2 separate regions of the Mus musculus genome follow, and region 1 is linked to region 2. The links are chromatin contacts, called in public HiChIP or PLAC-seq maps. All regions are on one chromosome and are shown on one strand. Each heading gives the region's core, a stretch centred on a gene start, on an enhancer-like site or on the middle of the called end of the contact. The rest is flanking DNA. Distances are from core to core; before and after follow the strand shown.

Region 1 (7,061 bases), core at 3,832-6,331, 52 kb after region 2:
GTAGCCTTTATCAGATGATGCAAGGACAGAAAATTATCTATGGCTTGAAGACACAGTTTCTCAGCATCAAGTGATGGCTAAAGTCTCTTTTAGAGCTGCTGATAGAACAAAGCAGAGGAATTTTTTGGTTTTGTGAAGAAACAAAGAAAGGTAAGAGAAGATGTTGTAAGACTGAAGCCACACCTTACCTATGTCTTGGACTAAGGAGTGGGCATGCTGGGTTGTGATGAGGAAGATCTGTGTGACTTTCAGGAGTTAATTGGGGGGGAAAAGACCTCTCCCATGTAATGGACAGAAATCTTGGAATCTGTGTTTTCCTCGTAAGTCTCATGAGAGTCTGAGATATTGAGAGGAGGGAGAGCACTGGTCTGCTGTACAATGAGGGAGGACTCTGGTCTACTACACAAGGATGGAGGACATTGGAGGGAGGACACTGAACAATGAGGGAGGAATAATGCACAAGGAGTCTTTGGCTTAACCCTGAGTGACAGGAGAATGCAAGAAAACGAATGTCTCTGTGGCAGATCTCTGTTTAAACGCAGTGGGGCTGAGTCCGTGAGAACAAACTCAGTGTCAGGACTTTTATCTTCCAGACAATGAGTGCCTGCCTTGTCTTGACCCCAGTGGGTACACACAGGTTGCTGTGAGCCAATGCATCCCTTCCCCCAGTTGGGCCCTGGGAGCATTCTTTTTTTTGGGGGGGGGGGGGTGGAGTTCAAGACAAGAGTTTCTCTATATAGCCCTGGCTGTCCTGGAACTCACTTAGTAGACCAGGCTGGCCTCAAACTCAGAAATCCACCTGCCTCTGCTTCCCAAGTGTTGGGATTAAAGGCGTGAGCCACCACTGCTTGGCAGGAACATTCTTTTTAAACTAGCTGTTTTGTATAGTTGTCTCCTTTGTGGACACAGGCAGAGTTTGGAAATTAATGTCAAACTAAATGACCCCTGACACACAAATTAAACACTGCTGTTCCAACAATGTGTTCCCTTTGTGTTTCTAGTCTTACAGAATAATCTATGTTGCTCAGGTGGTCTTGAACTTGTGACCTTCCTGCCTTAACCACCCCAAATACTGAGATTCAGAGGCTGAACCACAACATCTGGCTCTGTGTGTCTTGAAAAGTTCACATAGTCTAAGCAAACTACTTGGAGACTTACTGCCTTTATTAATTCCTGAACAAATATAAACATGTATTCATATGATACTAAACAACACAAATTCCTTAATTGTGAAATTCCTAGGTGAAATCAGATATATGTTTTAAAGTTCCCACTGTCCTTTGAAGTACTTCTGAGATTCACTAAGAAGCTGGGGAGAAGTGAGGAGAGAGAAAGAACAAGGGAGATTTGCTATGGAAATAAAGGAATCATGACTCACATTATAAGTCAAGGAGCCTTTTATAGAGTCTTGAGACACACCAAGAGAAGAGTCTCAGGTAGATTATCGTACAAAGAAGATCAGGGTTAACATGTCCAAGCCAACTTCCTATTTGTTTTTTGACTCCTCAGTCTTTTTCAATTGAATTTTTTATAAAGTATCTTCTGATCATGGCTTCCTCTCCCCAACCTCTTCCCACCCACCCAGCTCCATCTCTTCTTCCTCTAGAAAACAAACAGGCAAACAAAAAAAGCAAACAAACCAGAATTAGAAAGAGAGAGAAAACATAAGAAACACACCCACACACACACACCACACACCCACAGGCTCATGCACTCACATGCTCACACGTTCACATACTCACACACTCGCACATGCATGTACACACACACTATAAAAACACAAAATCAGAAACCATAATAAACAAGCAAAAGATCAGTAAGACATAGAAAGCCCAAACAAAGCAAGTGAGACAAAACCACCATTGAGTTCTTCTGTGTTGGCTATTTACTGCTAGGCATGGATCCTGCCCTTAAGTGTGGTTAATAGACCCAATGGAGAAAATGAATTTTTCCTTTGCAAGTGGGTGTCGATGTTAGGTTGTTTCTTGGTTGGGGTGAGAGTTTGTGTCCACTCCCCCCTTGCTGAGACCTGCCTGGCTTGAACCTGTGCTTATTCCTCAGTCTTAAAACTGAAACAGTCAAATATTACCAGAGGTATAAATTCAACATCTAAGAGGAGCAGGACAAAACAACAGAGGGGATGGACAACTACATACCTACAGATATGTATACCAACAACTACACACCTACAGATATGTATACCGACAACTACACACCTACAGATATGTATACTTACAGTCATTTCATTCTTGTGAGGACATGCTCTACATAAAAAGAAGCTGCCAGGTAACTGCCAACACTGCCTTCATTATGCCTTTAGTTTTATTATAAACTTATTATATAAATAACATATCAACTAAAGGCAAGCTAGAAAACAAAGCAATTCCACAGCCTATAATCCTAAGACAAATATTAACATTTATAAAATCTTTTCAGATAAGTCTAAGCTTACTGGTCAATATGTGACTAGCCTTACAGCCTTCTTCCCACCTGGTGGTTCACCTCCATACTTCTTAGTCTCACCATCTTTGATGGTTGAGTGGTGCCTCTTTTAGACATGCACCATGATCTGCTTAAACAATCCTCCTGATGGGAAATTTCTCTCCTACACCCTGCACCCTCCCCCCATTCTAAGAAACTACAATACTTCTGAGCACACAGCTCTCAGAGGTGCCTGGTCAGTTCTTTAAGATGTACATTAAGAAGCATAAAATCCAGCACAAGGGTCACACCATTCTTAAGAACTTTGACTTCCATGTTTAAGCTATGAGCCAGAAAGGTGGTAAGAGTTCATACCCTTAGCACTGCCTGGAAATTTCACTTCTGGTTCGCCTTCATGTTTACTACCTGGTCCTTTAACTGACTAGTGCCTGCAGCTGAAGATGATCTTAAGCTGGTCTTCCTCCCTCCTCTTCTCAGCTGCTGAGAGTCAAATATGTACCACAGCACCAGGCACATTGCGTGTCTTTACTGAAAGCACAGCCCTGGGGCCTATAGAGATGGGTCAGTAGGTAAACTGCTTGTTACACAAGTGCAAGGCTCTGAGCTCATGTCCTAGCATGCATTAAAAGTTGATGTGGTGGAACACAGCTACAGCCCTATCACAAGGAGAGGGTGGAGACATGCCCCATTAGAGACCCTGTCTCAAGAAATAGAGGGGGCTGGAGAGATGGCTCAGTGGTTAAGAACACTTGCTGTTCTTGTAGAGGTCCTGGGTTTGGTTCTCAGCACCCACATGGTAGCTTATAATCATTTGTAATTTCAGTTTCAGGGGATCCAACATCCTCTCTTGGCCTCCATGGCCATAAGACATGCACATAATGTCACACATATATGCACATATATGCAGGCACACATATATGCAGGCAGAGCAGTCATACATGTAGAATAAAAATATAAAAAACTCCCACATACTCAAATGTGATTCAGAGCTGCCTCGCAAGTTGATCCTTGACAGTGATAAAAGCAAAAAAAGCACTGCTTACATGCAACCCAACTTATAAAATAACAAACAAAACCAACTTACTAGCCAAGTGCAGTGGCACAGACCTGTAACCCCAGCCTGGGCAATAAAATGAAACCCTATCTCAACCAAAAAAACAAAAGAATTCATTTATTCATTCAGTCATTGGGTTCTGAACCCAGGTCCTTGTCCATGGTTGAGAACATAGACAGGTCTGATGCTGGAGTTTTACATTCTACGGAAGCTTTCCAGAAAAGCACAAAACATTTGTTACTAGACATATATTTTATCTCTATCTTTAGTCCTTGGACTACAGGGATGATTTTAAAATCAGTTTTGAATAATTTAGCATTCTGATTCAGTAAGACGTGAACTACGTTAAAAAGCTGGTAGAATTTTGGACAGGCCCTGAGCACATTCATGCCACCCATTTCCATGTTAGATGCAAATATCAGCAATCAGACAGACGGAAACACACGGGGAGCGGGGCAGGAGGGAGGGCGCTGCTTCTTACCTGATGTGCACTACTTCATCATGTTATGCGTGAAGAAACAGAGTAGAAGTAAGAACATGAAGAATGTATATAAACAACATTTAAGATACTGGACACATTTATCACAACTTTAAAAATTAATAAAACCTTAGTCCTGCACTAACACAGAGAAATCAGAACTCAGGCTTTCTCTGTGAGCATGGAAACCCCAACAATTTGGCACTGACAAAGGAGGGTAATGAGATCTATAACGCACAAAGAATAAGGCACAAAATGCTGTATAGTTAATAAGAAAACAGGAAACTGTTATGTTCATAGTCTGATGAATTTAGTTAGGCTTTGACAGGAAGCAGCAGAGTTTCTAACTGCATGATAGTGAAAACTCAAACACCAAAAGCTAGTAGCAACAACTACAACTATTTCACATTAAGATTGGCACTAAAATTTTCGAATAGGAAGAATCTGCAGAGATTTTAAGTACATGTAAGTATTTTAGAACTACCATCAGTCTACTCTAGAAACTAAGCCACAGTATGCTAAATTTCTTTGTAAAACAAACAATTGACCTAATTTCAGAGTTTTGAAGCTTCTAGATAGAGACCAATACTAAGTAGCAGAGAAATCTGTGCTGAGAAAATCCGGTAACCTGGGCAAGTGCCCCCGGAGTCAAGGGAGATAACATGTTCTCTCTGTGTTTGCATTTTTTACGGCACATTCTAGAATATCATTAACTTATCAAGAACTAGAGTTCATTTTTACTTGATTTTAAAGAGACATGAATGGCATTTTTCCAATTTTGACATCTAAACAAAGTAATTCTCACAATTAGTAAGATATTAATAAAAACATTTATATGGCATTTTATAGATAATGATGTATATTATTCAAGTTAAACTAACTTCTCCATGTGTGAGCAGAGATTGCATGGTCCAGACAAGTTCCACATTCTGAGATTTAAAAATGAGGAAAGAGCACTGGGTATTTTGAAAGACAATCAATCCACAACAAAGTGGAAAAAGCCATCCGCATACCAAAAAAACCCCTAACCAAATGAACTTTGATCACTCCTAGACAAGGTCTGAACTATTGAAGTGAGTCATGTGAGCAGCAAACAGTTGCAGTAAGTTTCCAAGGTTGAGTCATATCAGATTGCAGAGCTCCATCTGTACATTTGCCTTTGTGTATCAGTGTCTGTAAAGCACAGATCTTTTTAAGCTGAATAACATTTGTGTAGCAATACTCAACACCAATAACTAGCTATACATTATGCTTCATATAGGAAAGCGGGCATCAAGCATGATAGTCACATGGACAGTCACACGTGCAGCTAAGTTCTACACATCTATTTTGTTGGATTCTCTATAGAATACTTAATACTTTAATAGCTTTTTCCAGATTTCAGAATTGAAAACAAATGAAAATAGGTAATTGCATGATATATTTTCTTTCTTTTTTTCACCTGCCAAGCTGAGGATTACCCTGATCTCCTAGGCACAGGAATTGTAAATTATAACGTACATACAGCCAGGCCCCAAATTTTTCTTAATTATCAGCTTCTTTTAAAAAACTGTGCCGGGCGTGGTGGCGCATGCCTTTACTCCCAACACTCGGAAGGCAGAGGCAGGTGGATTTCTGAATTTGAGTCTAGCCTGGTCTACAGAGTGAGTTCCAGGACAGCCAGGGATATACAGAGAAACCCTGTCTCAAAAAACAAAACAAAACAAAACAAACAAAAAAACCAAACCAAACCAAAAAACTGTATTATAAACACAACAGAGATTAAAACTAGAAACAAGCACCCAAACCAAAAGATTTCCAGAATACTCAAATAGGAAACCAATAAAAGTGATCATCTGGAGATCGGGACTTCTTAATCACTGTATGCCAAAATCCAAAATCCTAAGATGCAATACTTAAGAAATTGTCTAGGTTAAAATACTGAGACACTTCACTGAAACACTAGTAACTTGAAAGAAAGAAAGAAAGAAAGAAAGAAAGAAAGAAAGAAAGAAAGAAAGAAAGAAAGAAAGGAAGGAAGGAAGGAAGGAAGGAAGGAAGGAAGGAAGGAAGGAAGGAAGGAAGGAAGGAAGGAAGCAAGCAAGCAAGCACAGCATTAGGTAAGTCATTTAAAAACACTGAAAACAATGGTTAATTCACATTCAGAAGCAGGGAAGATCTGTGTACCAACATGTGAAAGGCAGAAAGTTTGGAATTGGAGAACCTGATCCCGTCCAGAGTAGAAGGGAGGGAGCCATCTACAGACTGTCACACTAAGGAAGCTCTACACAGTCCTGTGGGTAAGCAAAGAGAGACTACTGCTGAAGGTCTTCTTCCTGGCAGCTGATGGATCTTCACACAATTGAAACCATTAGCAATATTTAGACAGCTGTGTAATGTCAGTGGCGATGAGGTTAGGCATGTATGAGGTTCTATGTAAATGTATGACCACTCACAGGAAATAAATCACTTCACACTTGTTTCAGTCTGCACTTTTAAGGCTAGATCAAAGCACTATGAATATTTCATTTGATTTAACCTTTAGATGAAGCATTAAAAAAACCCTCAGACTGTTAGCAAGATGACCTCATGAAGTCTTTCTCTTCTGACTGGACTGAATTATGTTAACAGGAATTGCTGGAGCTATATGATGGGCTTTTATCAATCAGATCAAGCCAATGTGTACCCACAAACAGTGCACCAGATGCTGGCAAACTGAAGGAGAACAAAACAAGCAAGGCTCCTGCCATCAGAGACCTTGTGTCAGGCAGAAGAGACTGCATCTGATGTTGGAGTATCACACCAGGGCACAAAAAGTCCACAGGAGAAGCCGGGCACTGTCCAGGAGGGAGGATGCTGAAGGACAAGGCTGAGCCGGGTCTTTAAGGATAAGCAGGTGTTCAAGGAGAAATTCAAGTATAGGTGACATGGTGAGAGACAGGCCTGAGAGCACTTTACGTGTTGAGAAACTAAAAGAATTTTGTGTGGCTGGATCTAGGTCTTGTGAGATAAAAGGAGAGAAGCAGGGAATAAACTATGAAGAATCTCAGTTTACGCCAAGGAGTGAAAAAGCTTCATGAACCATAGAGCAGCAAGTCATGCCATTGC
Region 2 (6,317 bases), core at 2,349-4,848:
ACATGCACACACACTCACATACACAGGTACATGAAGGGGGCACAAAATAGATAATAAATAAATAAGTTAAAAACTAGAAACTTAGCCGGGCGTGGTGGTGCACGCCTTTAATCCCAGCACTTGGGAGGCAGAGGCAGGCGGATTTCTGAGTTTGAGGCCAGCCTGGTCTACAAAGTGAGTTCCAGGACATCCAGGGCTACAGAGAAACCCTGTCTCAAAAAAACCAAACCAAAAAAAAAACCAAAAAAACTAGAAACTCCTTGCTGGCCATAGGTTGCAACTTTTCTGATAAGTTGGATCCCCTAAAGATATTGTGTCATGACGCTGTGACTGAGTTTGTGTGCTGGGAATCTTCCAGGCCTTCATTTCCAGAGTCATGTCTTTGTCTCCTTATTTTATTTTATTTTATTTTATTTTATTTTATTTTAAGAAGATTTGAAGGTAGGAAAGGGGCAAATACCCAAGTCAGAGTATGAGAATGCTTAAGAACAGAGAGAGCTATATGATCAGAGAATAATGCAAATAGAGCTGGTGAGGTAACTCCATAGATAAGATGTTTGCCTTGCAGGCATGGGACCCAAGCTCAGTCCCCAGAATCTAGGTGCATATGTGAGGCCTAGTGATGAGCTTCTGTAATCTAGATGCTCAGAGGCAGAGACGGAGGCCCCTGGTACTCACTGGGTGGGTCAATGAGACACCCTGCCTTGAAGGATGTTAGCACGATCTTTGAAGATGACATCAGCCCTCTGGATTCCACATGCACACACATGCACCCTCACACACACACACACTAACTTATACATGTGTGTGCATTTTAAAAATACAAATAACAAGTCTAGTAGTTATAGTAATGTCCCCTGAAATTTAAAGATGTCTCCCTAAGACCCACAATGGCCCTGTGAATAGGAATTACCATTCCCTCAGGATCAGGAGGAAGAGGGCCAGACATCTAGAACTGACTATCTGACACAAGCAGAGCACTACCAAGTAGCAGCCCTGCGTTCCAGTGTCCCATCTACAGTGCAAACATAAGGACACTGGCAACTCCTGTGCACATGGTAGGTGCACAGAGGTATATGTTCTTTCTTTGTACAGCCTGATTAAGCTTTCTCAGAACAGCCCAAGGACAACAGGTGTCAACAATCAAACCGCACTCCACTGGAGATACGCTAACAGGGCGCTTAAGGTGGTGACTATGTGGAGGAATGATAAGAGAGGCATTTTTAGGACAAGCAAAACAGAAAAACCCACAAGGACACCATGAAAACTGAAACCACATAATCTCTAAATAGAGAAGTAACAATGTACTGATATTTCAGTTGTACAAAAGCGAGAGCTTGGGAAGGAGGGCGCTGTCATGGAGGTCGGCGCTGCTTTTCATCCCCAGCGCGGGGTGAGAGACAAAACCGATTACTCTGTTGTTGCTACAAGACATTTCAGGTCTTTCCAGACATAGCAAATAAGTAGTAGTAATAACAATAACAATAATACAAATAAAGAAATCATGAGGCTTCAAGGTCAGGGCAGACATGTACAGACAGATAGACAGACAGAAAGAAAGAAAAAAATAAAGAAAGAAAGAAAGAAAGAAAGAAAGAAAGAAAGAAAGAAAGAAAGAAAGGGCAGTGATAAAATTCTAGTTGTCTTGTTTTTAGGTTTTAATTATGTATCTATGTGTGGGTTTGTGTGCCTGAGTGCCAGCACTCAGTAGACCAAGGGCATCGGATCCCCTGGAGCTGGACTTACAGGCTTGAGCTTTGAGCTGCCCAACATGGTACCGGGAACATAACTCAGACGCCCTGGAATAGCAGGAAGCACTCAGCTGTTGATCCAGCTCTTCAGACCTAATAAAACTCCAGTTTTTAAGCTCAAGATGCCAGGGTTGCTCAATGTTATTAGCATACTCACGGCCTATAGCTTCATGACACCTATTCTTTCACATATAGCAAGGGCTCTGAAATCAAAAGCACATCTGCTCGGCACGGTGACGCACACCTGTGATCCCAGTACCGGGGAGATAAAGACAGGAGGAGCCGTAATTCAAAATCATTCAGCTACAGTGGAAAATTCAAGGCCAGACCAAGCTACATGAGACCTTGTCTCCAAAAGACGAAAAATAAAATTAAAAAAAAAATGTCTATGTAAGTCTAGAAACAGATATTAAAGGGAGGGAGCTACACACACACACACACACACACACACACACAAAATATTTTAAAAATCACTCTCTGACAGAGACTGCTGTCAGGAGTGTGATGCATAATCCTACTCCCCAGTCAGTAAGAAAACACATTTGCATTTCTGGTTTAAGAATCAGGGATTAGGGGCTGAGGTACGAGAGCCAGAGTTTGGATCCCCAGAACTCACATAAAATCCAGACAGATGTAGTGGTCCACAGGCAGATGTGGTGGAGGTCCATAGGCAGATGTAGTGGTCCACAGGCAGATGTGGTGGTGGTCCACAGGCAGATGTGGTGGTCCACAGGCAGATGTGGTGGAGGTCCATAGGAAGATGTAGTAGTCCACAGGCAGATGTGGTGGTCCACAGGCAGATGTGGTGGTGGTCCACAGGCAGATGTGGTGGAGGTCCACAGGCAGATGTGGCAGTCCACTTGCCGTGCTAGATCTCAGGCGGGAGGAGCAGAGGATCCCAGGGACAAGCTGGCTATCCAGACTTGCCAAATCCGTGGGCTCTAGGTTCAAGTGAGAGACCCTGTTTCACTATATAAGGTCAGAGTGATTAAGAAAGACACATGAAATCAACCTCTAGCCTTCACATGTATGCACATACAGACGCATATCAACCACATACATGCAAACACACACATACATATTACATGTACAAACACAGAGAAAAAATCATCAACCATACACATGCAAACACACACATACAAACACAGAGAGAAAAGTCAGTGAATAAAGAGAGTAGAGTTTTTGTCTCTGGACAGCAGCACACTGCTGGACCAGGTGTTGGAGGCAGTTGTATTTCTTTAAGGACACAGAGAATCCTGTGCACCTTACCTCCATCACACAGGTAAGAATAATTTAGGTGATAAACAGATGGTTCTGGGATTCCATCAGCAGTGAGCAGCTGATTTCTGAAATATCCCTCTGAACTGTTTGACAGGAAGAATATACTAGAATAGATTTATTGAAATGTGTGACATTTATTCCTAAGTTGATCAGTGTTAAAATCTATCGCAATGTAACTGAGAATATCAGTGCTCACTCACCTTAAAGAATGAGACCAGTAATTTGAGTTAGGACTCAAATCCCTGCTGTGTCACTTGGTATAAATTTTTACTACGTGATAGTAGTTACTAAAGTGAGGCGATATAAACTGGGTGTGAAGTTCAAGGTTGTATCCTCTGTTACATGAGTTTGAGGCCAGCCTGGACTACACGAAAGCCTGTCTCAAATTTAAAAAGATACCAGTAGCAAGCATAATGATGGTGACCCATCCACTGCCTGCCTACTCAGCACTCAGCCTTCCAGCCTTTCATTTCCCCAAGGTTTCCTAAAACTCTACCTCCTCAGCCTCCCAAGTGCTGGGTGACAGTGGGAGCCATACTTGGTTTGCAGCAGTGAAGCTCTTGCTGTGTATGATGTGGTAATCTCTCTTTTTTTCTTTTTCACTGCAGATTCAGCTTCTGAGTTGTGTTTAATCTTTAGAGTAGGATTGGTGAGTAGAGGAAACCAGATGTTTCGAAGAGACAACGTCATAGTGAAACTGAAAACATCAGCTAAGGAAAGATCTATCACACCTTTTGTTTCAGGGACAGTGAGCTTTGGGCCATCCGACTCCTTTTTATTTGATAATATAAAGTTAGTGGCAGGTACGGGAACACAACAGTAGTCCAGGCTGGCCTCAAACTCATGTAACAGAGGATACAACCTTGAACTTCACACCCAGTAATCCTGGGACTTGGGGTGAGAGAAAGAGGACAGCCTGGGATACGTAAGACCCAAATCAAAACAAAGGACAACAACAAAATGTTAATTCCTGCACATCATGAGACCAGAACAAGCCAGCCACACTCTTCCTGCTTGATTCTGCAGTAAACTGCTGTTCCTTCCAGTGCAATCTGGCCCATTCCTGCCCTGGCAATGTGATACACACAGGACTCAAACTCACAGCACAGACACTGGGATGTGAGGGAACTGCAGCCAAACTCTTAGTTTTAACCTTTCTAACCTTTCTGAGACCCTAAGCCCAGGCTAGCCCATGAAGTATGGCTGCTCTTGGCCTCTTCATTCTTCTAAACTTCCCTCTGTCTGCTGTGTAGGCTTAGATTAGATTAAAAACATTAGTGGAGCTGAGAAGACATCTCCAAAGTGCAGTGGGTATGTTAGCATCTGCCAGTGTAGGGGGAGAGATGGAGGCTTACAGCCAGCCTAGCCACCAATGAGCTCCTGATTTACTGTGAAAGATCTTGTCTCAGGAAGTTCAGTGGACAACAACAGAAGATGTCCACACAGACCTCTGATGTCTACATGCACAGGCGCCTACACACAAACATCTGTGCACATGTATAGCATATGTATACACACTACACACAAAAGAAAACCATTAATAAGTAGAGAAATGTATGCATGTATTCCTAACATACCCATGCCCAGAATTCCAACTGCTCTGAACTTTTAAGGTGAACTTTTAAGGTAAATTTTAGAGGTAGTGGAGACTAAACCCAGGGCCTTATACATGCTACATACACATGGTACCAGAGTTACATGCCATCCCCGGTAATATTTATTCATGAAGTATTTACTTTCTGACCTGCACTGATAAAGACCCTGGAGATGTAGTAATAAACAAGACAGACATGATCTTGAGTTATAAAAAAGTAAATAAAAGAAAATCATCAGGAAAATAAAGGTGAAGAGAGAATCTCTACGTAATGTATGAGAGCATCACCTGTCAATTAAAAAAAAGCCTATGGCCAATGAGCTGAGGCAGGAAATAGGAGGTGGGAGTTCCGGCAGAGAGGGTGAGGGATTCTGGGAAATAGTCAGACTCACTAGATTCACCTGGAAACTCTGAGGAGACAGATAAATAAACCAGCCATGTGGCACACTTAATAGAACAAACTAGATAATTGAGGTACAAGCTATTTAGGGAACAGGGCCAAGGTTATTGGCCTAAGCATTCATTAATAAATAATTAGTCTCAGAGTCATTATTTCTGGGAACAAGGTGATCAGGAGTTACATGAAGATAACTTGTAAATGCAGTTGCTCTGACACAAGCCAGCCTATCGTGATCTCCCCAGGTTTGTCTGGGATCAGGGTGTCTACAACACCCTTCTCTAAAACACATCTTAGAAAGCACCCCACAGGATCACCACTCTTCACAACATGAAAGGGAGAAGAAAATAGAAGACGCGTCACAGCCATATTATTACACATTCACACACGCTGAAAAGTGGGGAGACGCTATGGCCCTGGGTCAAAGTGTTGAAGGACATCATCAGGCCAGAAACTACAATGCAACCCCAAAAGAATCCTGTGGGGTGAGACAGTCTCTGTTCAATGTTCTTTCTGCTTAGGCTGGGAAAAGCCAATCTCTGCACTGGGTGTTTCCAGGGCCCAGCCAGGGTTTGGATAGAATCACAGAACTAGACGGTCAGATCTGGAAAGTCCCCTTGAGAGCAATTGGTCTATCTTCCTCAGTTTACAAAAAAAAAAAAAGGAAACGTACCCAGAAAGGATGAACCTTCTAAAAGTCACTTAGAGCTCGGTTAGAGAATACATGTTCTCCAGTTCAATTTTCTCTTTCTTAGCACAAGAGGAGGATACATTTTGTTTCCCCCTTTGCAGTGGGGTCAGAGTGTCACATTGCAGCCCAATCGACTATGAGCATAACTGACCCAAGGACCACCCAGTCTTGACAGAGCTCCCATGTTATCTTTACATGTTTCCTATCTTCATTTATCAGCTAGCCAAATGCAGGAAATCCAGAAAAGAGAGACTCCCAGAATTCCCTAGAACACCACAAGAAGGAAGAGGTCAAGATTTCTCAATGACAAGCATGTGAACGCAGCTGTGTGCACACAACCCAAATCCACCATGATGTTTGAGAAATAAACTTTATTGTGTAAGCTCTGAGATTTCCAGGCATGCACTACAGCAACTAGCGAACTGTTTGCTCTGACAAGTACTCTGGCAGTTTGAAGGCCATGATGATCAACTTCATGCCAACTTGACTACGTCACGGGGCTCCCAGAGAGTTGGTCAAACATTATTCTGGGTGTGTCTGTTGAGGGCCTCTTTAAATGAGATTAATTCTCAAGTTGCTATAGAAACAAAGGTCTAATGTCCT

What was found. HiChIP or PLAC-seq counts read pairs in DNA pulled down with a chosen protein or histone mark.
Region 1: a contact with region 2 is called in a BATF HiChIP or PLAC-seq map of CD8 T cells, with 67 read pairs. The contact joins the enhancer-like site here to the promoter of 4930428O21Rik in region 2. A contact is called at or near these places in 1 of 15 datasets of contacts at CTCF or cohesin (CD8 T cells), 9 of 484 Hi-C or Micro-C datasets (CD4 T cells, CD8 T cells, the G1E-ER4 cell line and 4 more) and 7 of 115 datasets of contacts at active chromatin or transcription factors (CD8 T cells, the HPC-7 cell line, the SCID.adh cell line and 4 more).

The regions. Positions count from the first base shown.
Region 1 is chr5:107,749,905-107,756,965 of GRCm38.p6, forward strand. All of the region lies in intron 19 of Evi5 (ecotropic viral integration site 5), which reads right to left. Among named protein-coding and RNA genes, the nearest start is that of Gm42147, 12 kb to the left of the region's middle. Within about 2 kb of position 5,082, at least 49 of the 459 cell types and tissues checked have an H3K27ac peak or open chromatin away from gene starts, as enhancers often do. A contact at or near this core is called in CD8 T cells, T follicular helper cells, bone marrow-derived macrophages and 1 more, where this site is marked.
Region 2 is chr5:107,699,882-107,706,198 of GRCm38.p6, forward strand. It overlaps 4930428O21Rik (RIKEN cDNA 4930428O21 gene), which reads right to left and starts at 3,599. Exons shown (of 3, transcript NR_045871.1): 1 at 3,529-3,599; 2 at 2,368-2,692. RefSeq lists an enhancer at 1-4,509.